Linked DNA regions of Zea mays: regions 1 and 2 are each linked to region 3. Evidence: chromatin contacts called from public Hi-C data. All regions are on one chromosome and are shown on one strand. Each heading gives the region's core, a stretch centred on a gene start, on an enhancer-like site or on the middle of the called end of the contact. The rest is flanking DNA. Distances are from core to core; before and after follow the strand shown.

Region 1 (2,768 bases), core at 210-2,709, 160 kb before region 3:
TTGTGGTATTCACCCAAGAGAGAGTGTTAAGAAAATATGCGAAATGTTATATGGGCTAAGATCAATGTACATTAAGTGGCTCTATATTTCCATATAATAACTATATATATACTTGTGAGAAGAGTTTCGTCACCATTGGTTTCTTCTATCCCCTTTGTTGTGATGGGAAGGAAACGAAGAACTAGTTTTTTTATATCTTGCTCCCATCTAATTATTGTTGACGAGAGACTTAAGAGTTTAAGTGGGTGTTTAAATGCACTAGAGCTATAGTTAGTTGAGTAAAAAAAATTCTAGTAGAATTAGCTAACAAATAGCTAACTACCCATTAGCTAATTTGTTAGACTATTTAGATATCTTCAGCTAATTTTAGTAGATGATTATTAGATCTAGTGCATTCAAACATAGCCTAAATCTACATAGGCTTGTTGAGGTTTTTTTAGATAATGGGAAAATATGTCCCGACCTACATCCGAAACGGATGACGGCTACACAAATCCACAAAACAAACAAATCCATTGCCACATGCGGCACAAACTCAAGCACAGTTGGGAGAGCAAAAACATAAAGGATACATCTTAGATAGTAATCCTATTAATAAATTGTCACCCATGATGAGCGAAGATTTGCATCACCGACACTTCTAACCTTCTGCAGGCATCCTTCATAATTTTGGCATCGTCTTCATGCTTTTGGAGGAGCGCCCAAGAACGACACCAATAAATTCCTCTAAAGAGTACCTGTATATAAGTTTGTATATGGCTTTTATAAAAAACAACATCATTTCTACACAACCATAATACCCAGCAAATGGCAGTAGCACCAACCAAAATCAACGACCGACACGACCCACAAAGGAAAGGAATCTACCCCCAGGCAAAGAAGGCTTACGGTACGGGCCTGTTAGACCAAAACCCCTGCAGCCCACTTGCAAAATAGCACCGAAGCACCGGCCCATCTAACGAAACCCTGAGGCCCCATCCAACGAAAGTAGATGATGCAAGTTCGGGTACGATTCGGCCGGCGCTCCTCCCCTTGTTGGGCCTGTGTCTCCCATCGCATCATTCATTCACCACATGCGGCATTTTGATTTCAGCGCAGCATTATTTTTATACATACGTTGGGGAAAAAAAGTGCCAAAGGCCGAAGCAGTGAAACTTGAAAGAAATGAAGAGACAGAACAGTTGGTCAAGTCGGCAGAGTGGCACGGCACAGTGTTGCGGAATGAAATGAAGTCGGAGATCCTATATGGGCGGGCGGCGGCGAGGTGCCCGGTCGTCGTCGGCCGCGCGAGCAGTGTCACATGGCATGTTTGTGTTGTGCCGGGGCACATCAGCAGGCGAATCAATCAATCAATCAATCAATCAGTGCGTGCTCTCGATGACGATGGATCGGCCCGGACCTCTCACGCAATGCGAGGTCCCGTCCTGATCACATGCGCTCCTAGCTACACAGGGCCCTGCCGGGTTCAATCCACCTCTAGCTGGGACTGGGACGGGAGGGATTAGGATTAGGATTGGGATTAGGACTAGGCAACCTAGCTAACTGTGGTAGGATCGCAGCAACTAACCCTCCTTCACTAGCGCTGGTCGGTGTCGTTCCTGCGAAGAAACGAAACCGACGACAGCTAGCTACTGATGATCAGAGTACTACCACAAGGGAATAATAATGTCGATTCATATATATAGTACGACGCGTCGTCGGCAATCTAATCATCGACGCCGACCGGCCGGTTTAGCACGAGGTATAGTATATAGCCTCTGGCTTTGTCTCTCACACGCTGCTGAGGTGACGCCACATGGCATGGAGATATATATATAGGGAACATAGCAAAACAGTAGGCATGCATATGCCAAGCGCATTATATTTCGCTACCAAGTGTAGGGTATACAGATACTACTAGTTGACCTGCAGCAAAGTACTACACCCCCACACCATCTAATAATAATGCAATAAGGCGGCATGGTTCTACACTTCGTTAACTTGACGTGATGATCTCATGGCCGGTTTAGCTGTTACCTCTCTCTTATTATATTGTACTCCGCCATATTGTTCATGGCCGCCGGCCAGGAGAATGTTGTGATCATCATGCATACTAGAGCGATGATACATCTGCCGCTAGCTCCTTATTTCTTTCTTCATCGACAACTTTGTTGTTGGAACCGAACGCGTGTTGGAGTTGGACCACGCAGCAGCAGGGGACGTTTATACTTGTTGGTAAGCTGTTGTTAGCGCTAATGATGACAAACAGACGAGGGGAAGTTTTCGCCTGAAAACAAGCTAAAACCTAGGAGCTAGCTACAGGTGAATCGAACTAGAGTAGGTAACTTAACTTGAGCCAGTCAGTCATGCGCGCTGGGCTGTGCAATGCATATGCACCGCTGACAATTGTAGGCCCAGCTGACAGAAAATATATAGACACATTTATGTGCGAGTCACGTCGCTAGCTCTGGATCTTGAGTCGCTTTGAAGGAGGCAACTGATCGATGTCTGACTCTGATGCTAACCATACCCTTGCAGTGAGTGTGAGTACAACGTAACCTACTAGAATAGAATCACGCATCAAATTAACACTCGTCGTCGTTGCCTCTGTACCGAGTAATTGTTGCTGCTGGCGGGCTTCCAGTTTTTTTCATTTTCTTTTTCAGATGGCGGAGCTCACGTCCGCTTCCCAGGTCCACGCACAGCTCACGTCCGGCTCCCCAATCAACCGAAAGCTGCCGCTGAGCTGAGACTGAGACGGAGGGGCTGACCGGTGGGGGCGTGCGTGA
Region 2 (2,700 bases), core at 46-2,545, 170 kb after region 3:
GTAATCAAGTATGTGTTTCAAACAGATGACATGATTCCATTTGTCTACTTTTGTCGCACTGTTTGGTTGATTTATTCTCTGCTGAATGAGTAGAAACACATCAGAATGAATTTCGATACAACCTGAGTTTTCTATGCTATTTACAACATCCATCATGGACAAAATTTTAGAGGCAACATTTCATATGCAGGGTCAATTGCCCCTGGATGAAACAAAATTCACAGGATACCAGATAATTCATCTCTGTGACTTTCACTGAATGCAGATATTACTTTTTAATAGCTTGTAATTGCAGAAGATTATCATAGGGTACATGAATTTCAAGTTGCGTTCGCTAGACTGACAGGAGAAATGTAATGTACTTGGCTAGGTAGCTCTCAGGATTTGCTAAGGAAAACACACAAAGTTGAGTAGATTGTAGACAAATATCCATTTGCTAGCTCGATTTAGCAAGATCCTTCAAAGAGCTGCACAATCCCCACTTACCCCAAACACTGCAAGCGAATCCACTATGGCCTTAGACGGTTTCCCCTTAACTGCAGAATTGAAATAAACCAGACAATCAGGACCTGCGCAGAAGGGCAAGCAAATAATCCCCAGATTGCAACGGGCCAAGCGGGGGCACTCACAGAAGATGACCGGCAAGAGGACGAGGCAGACAAGGGACGCCATACTGACCAGCAGCGAGCACCCCATCGCGCTCAGCCACACGCCTGCTCGATCAAATCCCCAAATCATTCAATCGCCTCGGATGAAATCGCGCCTCAAGCGCAAAAACGAGCAGGATCGGAACAAAAAAATGTCTAACCCATGGGCGATGTCTCCATGTCGCCGTGGCTGTGGTGATGGTGGTGGTGGTGGTGGTGGCCGTGGTCATGGTCTTCGTAACCGAAGGACTCGAGCTCGAGATCCGCCTCCTCCGCCATCTCCTCCGGGAGCAGCCGCTGGATCTCGCCGTGTCCATGGCCGTGGTGATGGTGATGGTGGTGCTCATGGTCCGCGCCGCCGCCGCAGCTGTGGCCATGGTCGTGGCGTTCGTGTGGTTCGCCGTGGCCGCCGTGGTCGTAGAAGGGGCAGGAGGACTCAAAGTGCCCAGCGGCGGGGGCGGCCAGGGCCGCGGCGGCCACCAGGAGCAGCAGTACGGTGGCGAGGCTTTGGCGGCGCATTATGGCTCGCGCGTCGGTGCGTCCGCGGGGTTTTGGGGTGGGAGCGCTTGCAGACGCGCTCTATGGTGACCACGACGACGAGAACAAAGAAGAGCCCGAGTGACAATGCCAATCACCACCCGAGCATCACCACTCACCACATCCAGGTCTATAGACACTTAGGGTCCCTTTGGTTTGACTTCCAGGGAGAGATTCACGTTCTGGAATTTTAAAACGCAGCCAAAGGGGCTTGGGATGGAAAGCGATTCTCTAAAATTTACCGATTCCCGTAAGTTATTTTGGAATCACGTGGTACCCCAGATTTCAACGGATTCCCCTCCGAAATTACCCGCACTGCCACTCTTTACAAACGTAACGCTTCGTTTATTTTTTCCCGAGCGTCCTCTTTTCTTCCAGCGGCGCGTCTCGACTCCTCCCCTTCGTCCCCATCGGAGCACAAGCAAGCTCCCAGGATCCGCGTCTGGATCCCCTCCCGCCGCCCCTGGATCCGCTCCCGCCAGCGCCCCTGGGTCCGCTCCCGCGCGGCGCCCCTGGATCCGCTCCCGCGCGGCGCCCGTCGATCCGCTCCCGCGCGGCGCCCGTCGATCCGCTCCCGCCAGCGCCCCTGGATCCGCTCCCGCGCGGCGCCCGTCGATCCGCTCCCGCGCGGCGCCCGTCGATCCGCTCCCGCGCGGCGCCCGTCGATCCGCTCCCTTAGAGCTTGTTCGATTAGCTTTTAATACATACATATGAATTGAGTGAGATTGAATGGGTTTGAATCCCAAACAAATCAAACTTCTTCTTAATTTTTTCCAATCTCATCCGATCCATATGTATTGGGAATAACCGAAGAAGGCCTTAGATGGTCAAACGTGTTGTCCGGCACCATAGCACTTAATACTGAATTTTCTCACATTTTAGGGTACACACGCGTTCATGTTCAGCGGTATTACGTGTTCTAATGTACTAGAGATCTAGGCCTCTCATTCTATTTATGTGTGTGTTATGGACGCGCACGCGTGTGTGTTGTGGCGTTCTTGTACCCTCATAAAAAAAACACTAGCACTATTAGACACGACACTAGACACTATTAGTAATTGTGTCATGCAGTATCGGTACTAGTGCCTAACCAGCTGCCTAGACACTACATTATATTGCCTAATCGTGTCGTATCGGCACTACTTCGTTTAAAAAACTCAAAAAAATATAAAAGATCTTTAAGATTGTATATATAATTTAAAACTTAAATATTTTTATCGTTATAAAGTGAATTCATTATGTTTAAAATCATAATAAATAACAATTTACAATCACAATCACGTCTATATACCATCGGTTGGTCTAAGTCGTGCTTAACTATGCCAGTCACCAAATCCCCCAGATTTAAGAGTTCTACCATCATTCTTTTTAAGTGGGGTAGTATTCCAGTGAGGTTGTTGCTATGGAGGAAAAGAAGACATGTGCATGTAGCAAGCTTGTGAAGGATCAGATCATCGAAGCATATAAGTTTCTGGATGAGAACTGGTCACCCAAGTTTCGTTGATGAAGCACCAGA
Region 3 (2,738 bases), core at 211-2,710:
TAGCTTATTTGAGATTATTTTGTCAAAAGACCCACTACCCATGGTTATGTAAGTAGAAATTACAATATATACCATCCTTCTTTTCTCACCTTAAATAAACAAACAAGGGTATTGTTGTCTTTGTGAATAATCTACATTTGTATAATCTAAACTACCAAACAACTACATATAGATTATAATATATCTAGATTATAATCTGGATTATATAATTTAGATTATAATCCAGATTATATAATCTATAAGCTGAAACAAACAGGCCCTTAGCTAGCTAGCGTGGCTCTTTCGACCATATGCATGGTCAATACATACGTGTTTTTTCTTCTCATGCATTAGGCGATTTTTCACCACGTACGGTGTGATTATAGCTTGATAGCTTCGGTGTGTTGATTTGTATATAACCATGTTTTTTTTCAATCCAATGTATGTATTCGCAATATAGCATAACCGATAATCAATAGATGGCCTTGCATTGGTTATAAAGGTACATCATTTTAGTTTTTTTTTTTGACAAGATCTTCCTTGATTGGCTCCTCTAGCTGTTCACGATATAGAAACATACATTAACATGGTCTACCGTGTACCAAGTAAGTCCACTTCAATACATATTCGCAATGCTTTGATTAATTGATTAAATCGATACTCCCTCCGTCCATTTTAAAATAATAGTATTCGTTTTACCTCTTCATTTTTATGTCATAAAATATTCAACTGGATAACGTTGAATAAAGACACTATATAGAACACATATCAAGTATTGTATGAATAATTCAATAAAAAACCAAAACAAATTTTATTTTGGGACGGAGGGAGTATGTGATGTTATTAATTTTGGTGCATCCTATAAAACTTATCGAAGTTATATAAGTTTGAAATGAGCATAACTAAGATAATACATATTTCGAAACAGATTGAGTAGTTAATAATTAGTTTTAACATAACTCTACACATAAAATTACTGCTGGTTCTGTTGGCATTAAATGAAAACGGGTTATCAAAATTTTCGTACATATTTTTAAAAAAATGATTCGTGTAGTTATCTTTCTTTCAGTGTTCGCCTGTGCACTGTCATTATATGACAAATAAAACAGACGATTCCTTCTCTAGGATAATGAAAACAATCCCTCCCTACTTTTTTTTAAAAAAAAAATCTGAAATTTACTGGTATGTGATAGCTAGCGCTGCCTAGGTTCTTTCATAGGCCGAGCTGAGCAGGAATTTTTGTGCAGCCATCCATTCCATTCAACACCATCTTCTCGCTCTCCCATACAAAAATTCGTTATTTTATATAAAAGACATAAAAACGGATTATTTGGAACCAAGCCATCACATCCAGAAGGCCTAGAACTTGCAACCAGTAGACAGTAGTAATTGGCTTCCAGATCCAAAAGAAAAAACTTAACCCCACCAGGCAGGAACCCAATAAAACACCAACCAACTCATCTCCTTCCTGGAGCTCCCCACACACCCTCCCTGCATGATGCAATCCTAAAGAAAGCTGCTGAAACCTAAAGCTGGTAGAAAGCTGCCTCCCCTCCCCCCTATGGTGTTGTCTGTGTAGCAGCAAAGCCAAAAAAACAACACTGCTCCTCCAAAGACCTTTTCCACCCTCACTCTCTCTCTCTCCTCTCCCCTCTCCTCGCCCTCTCTCTCTCTCTCAAATTCATTCCTAGCTGTACCCACATCTCTCTCCCCCGGCCCTTTTGTTTTGTTTATTCACAACTCTCCTCCGTCCTCGCTCTCATCTGGTCCGCACTCCGGAGGAGTGATTTACCTCCCCCTCCGGCCTCCAATCTTATATAGAGATGCCTCAATTCCATTGCCCCATTCCCATCGCCTGACCTCCAGCTCCAGGCTTTTGAATTGTGATCGTGAGAGCAAGTAGAACACGGAGAGATTTGTTTGCACAGTTGCAGGAGAGAGGATATATACAGGGAGTCGGTTCTTTGGTTTGCTGATTTGCTTGGGGTGGCATTTTGTTACCCAACCAAAGACTGATCTAGCGAGAAGGAGAGGCACACAAGTGACGGCAGTGCCGTGCGCGCGGCGCCACCCCCACCACACCATGTTGAGTTCTTGCGCGCCAACGACGGCCTTTCCGCCCCCAGAGGCGGGGGCCGCCGCGCCACCGGAGCCGTTCCGGTCTCTGCAGATCGCCACGACCACCAGCGCCGCCGGGGCCAAGAAGAAGCGGCGTCCCGCCGGCACTCCTGGTAAGCGCCCGTCTCTCACGGAACATGCATCCAATTACGCACGACGTAATACACAAGTGGAGAGGCAGCATGGAGATATATAAAGAAAGAAAGAAAGAAGCTTTATTTATTATTATTATTTTTTAAATTGCTCTCCACAAAACTCACTCAATCTTGGCTACGGCCTACGTACACGGCCGGCCGGCGACAATGGAGCTAGCAGACCCCGACGCGGAGGTGGTGTCGCTGTCGCCGCGGACGCTGCTGGAGTCGGACCGGTACGTGTGCGAGATCTGCGGGCAGGGGTTCCAGCGCGACCAGAACCTGCAGATGCACCGGCGGCGGCACAAGGTGCCGTGGAAGCTGCTGAAGCGGGAGGCCGGGGAGGCGGCGCGGAAGCGCGTGTTCGTGTGCCCGGAGCCGAGCTGCCTGCACCACGACCCCTCGCACGCGCTGGGCGACCTCGTCGGCATCAAGAAGCACTTCCGCCGCAAGCACAGCGGCCACCGCCAGTGGGCCTGCGCCCGCTGCTCCAAGGCCTACGCCGTC

The links. A called contact is a pair of places that touch in the nucleus more often than the background predicts.
Region 1: a contact with region 3 is called in a Hi-C map of leaf, with 2.9 times the contacts expected there. The contact joins the enhancer-like site here to the promoter of LOC103643131 in region 3. A contact is called at or near these places in 9 of 25 Hi-C or Micro-C datasets (bundle sheath, ear, leaf and 2 more) and 1 of 3 datasets of contacts at active chromatin or transcription factors (leaf).
Region 2: a contact with region 3 is called in a Hi-C map of ear, with 1.8 times the contacts expected there. The contact joins the promoter of LOC100192506 here to the promoter of LOC103643131 in region 3. A contact is called at or near these places in 3 of 25 Hi-C or Micro-C datasets (bundle sheath, ear and tassel).

The regions. Positions count from the first base shown.
Region 1 is chr1:202,680,427-202,683,194 of Zm-B73-REFERENCE-NAM-5.0, forward strand. No RefSeq gene overlaps it. Among protein-coding and RNA genes, the nearest start is that of LOC111590710, 3.7 kb to the left of the region's middle. Within about 2 kb of position 1,460, at least 17 of the 20 cell types and tissues checked have an H3K27ac peak or open chromatin away from gene starts, as enhancers often do. A contact at or near this core is called in bundle sheath, ear, leaf and 2 more, where this site is marked.
Region 2 is chr1:203,004,889-203,007,588 of Zm-B73-REFERENCE-NAM-5.0, forward strand. It overlaps LOC100192506 (Zinc transporter SLC39A7), which reads right to left and starts at 1,296. Exons shown (of 11, transcript NM_001137726.1): 1 at 809-1,296; 2 at 630-713; 3 at 487-536. The coding sequence starts at 1,166.
Region 3 is chr1:202,836,971-202,839,708 of Zm-B73-REFERENCE-NAM-5.0, forward strand. LOC103643131 (protein indeterminate-domain 16) reads left to right here and starts at 1,461. Exons shown (of 4, transcript XM_008666284.2): 1 at 1,461-2,210; 2 at 2,413-2,738. The coding sequence starts at 2,063.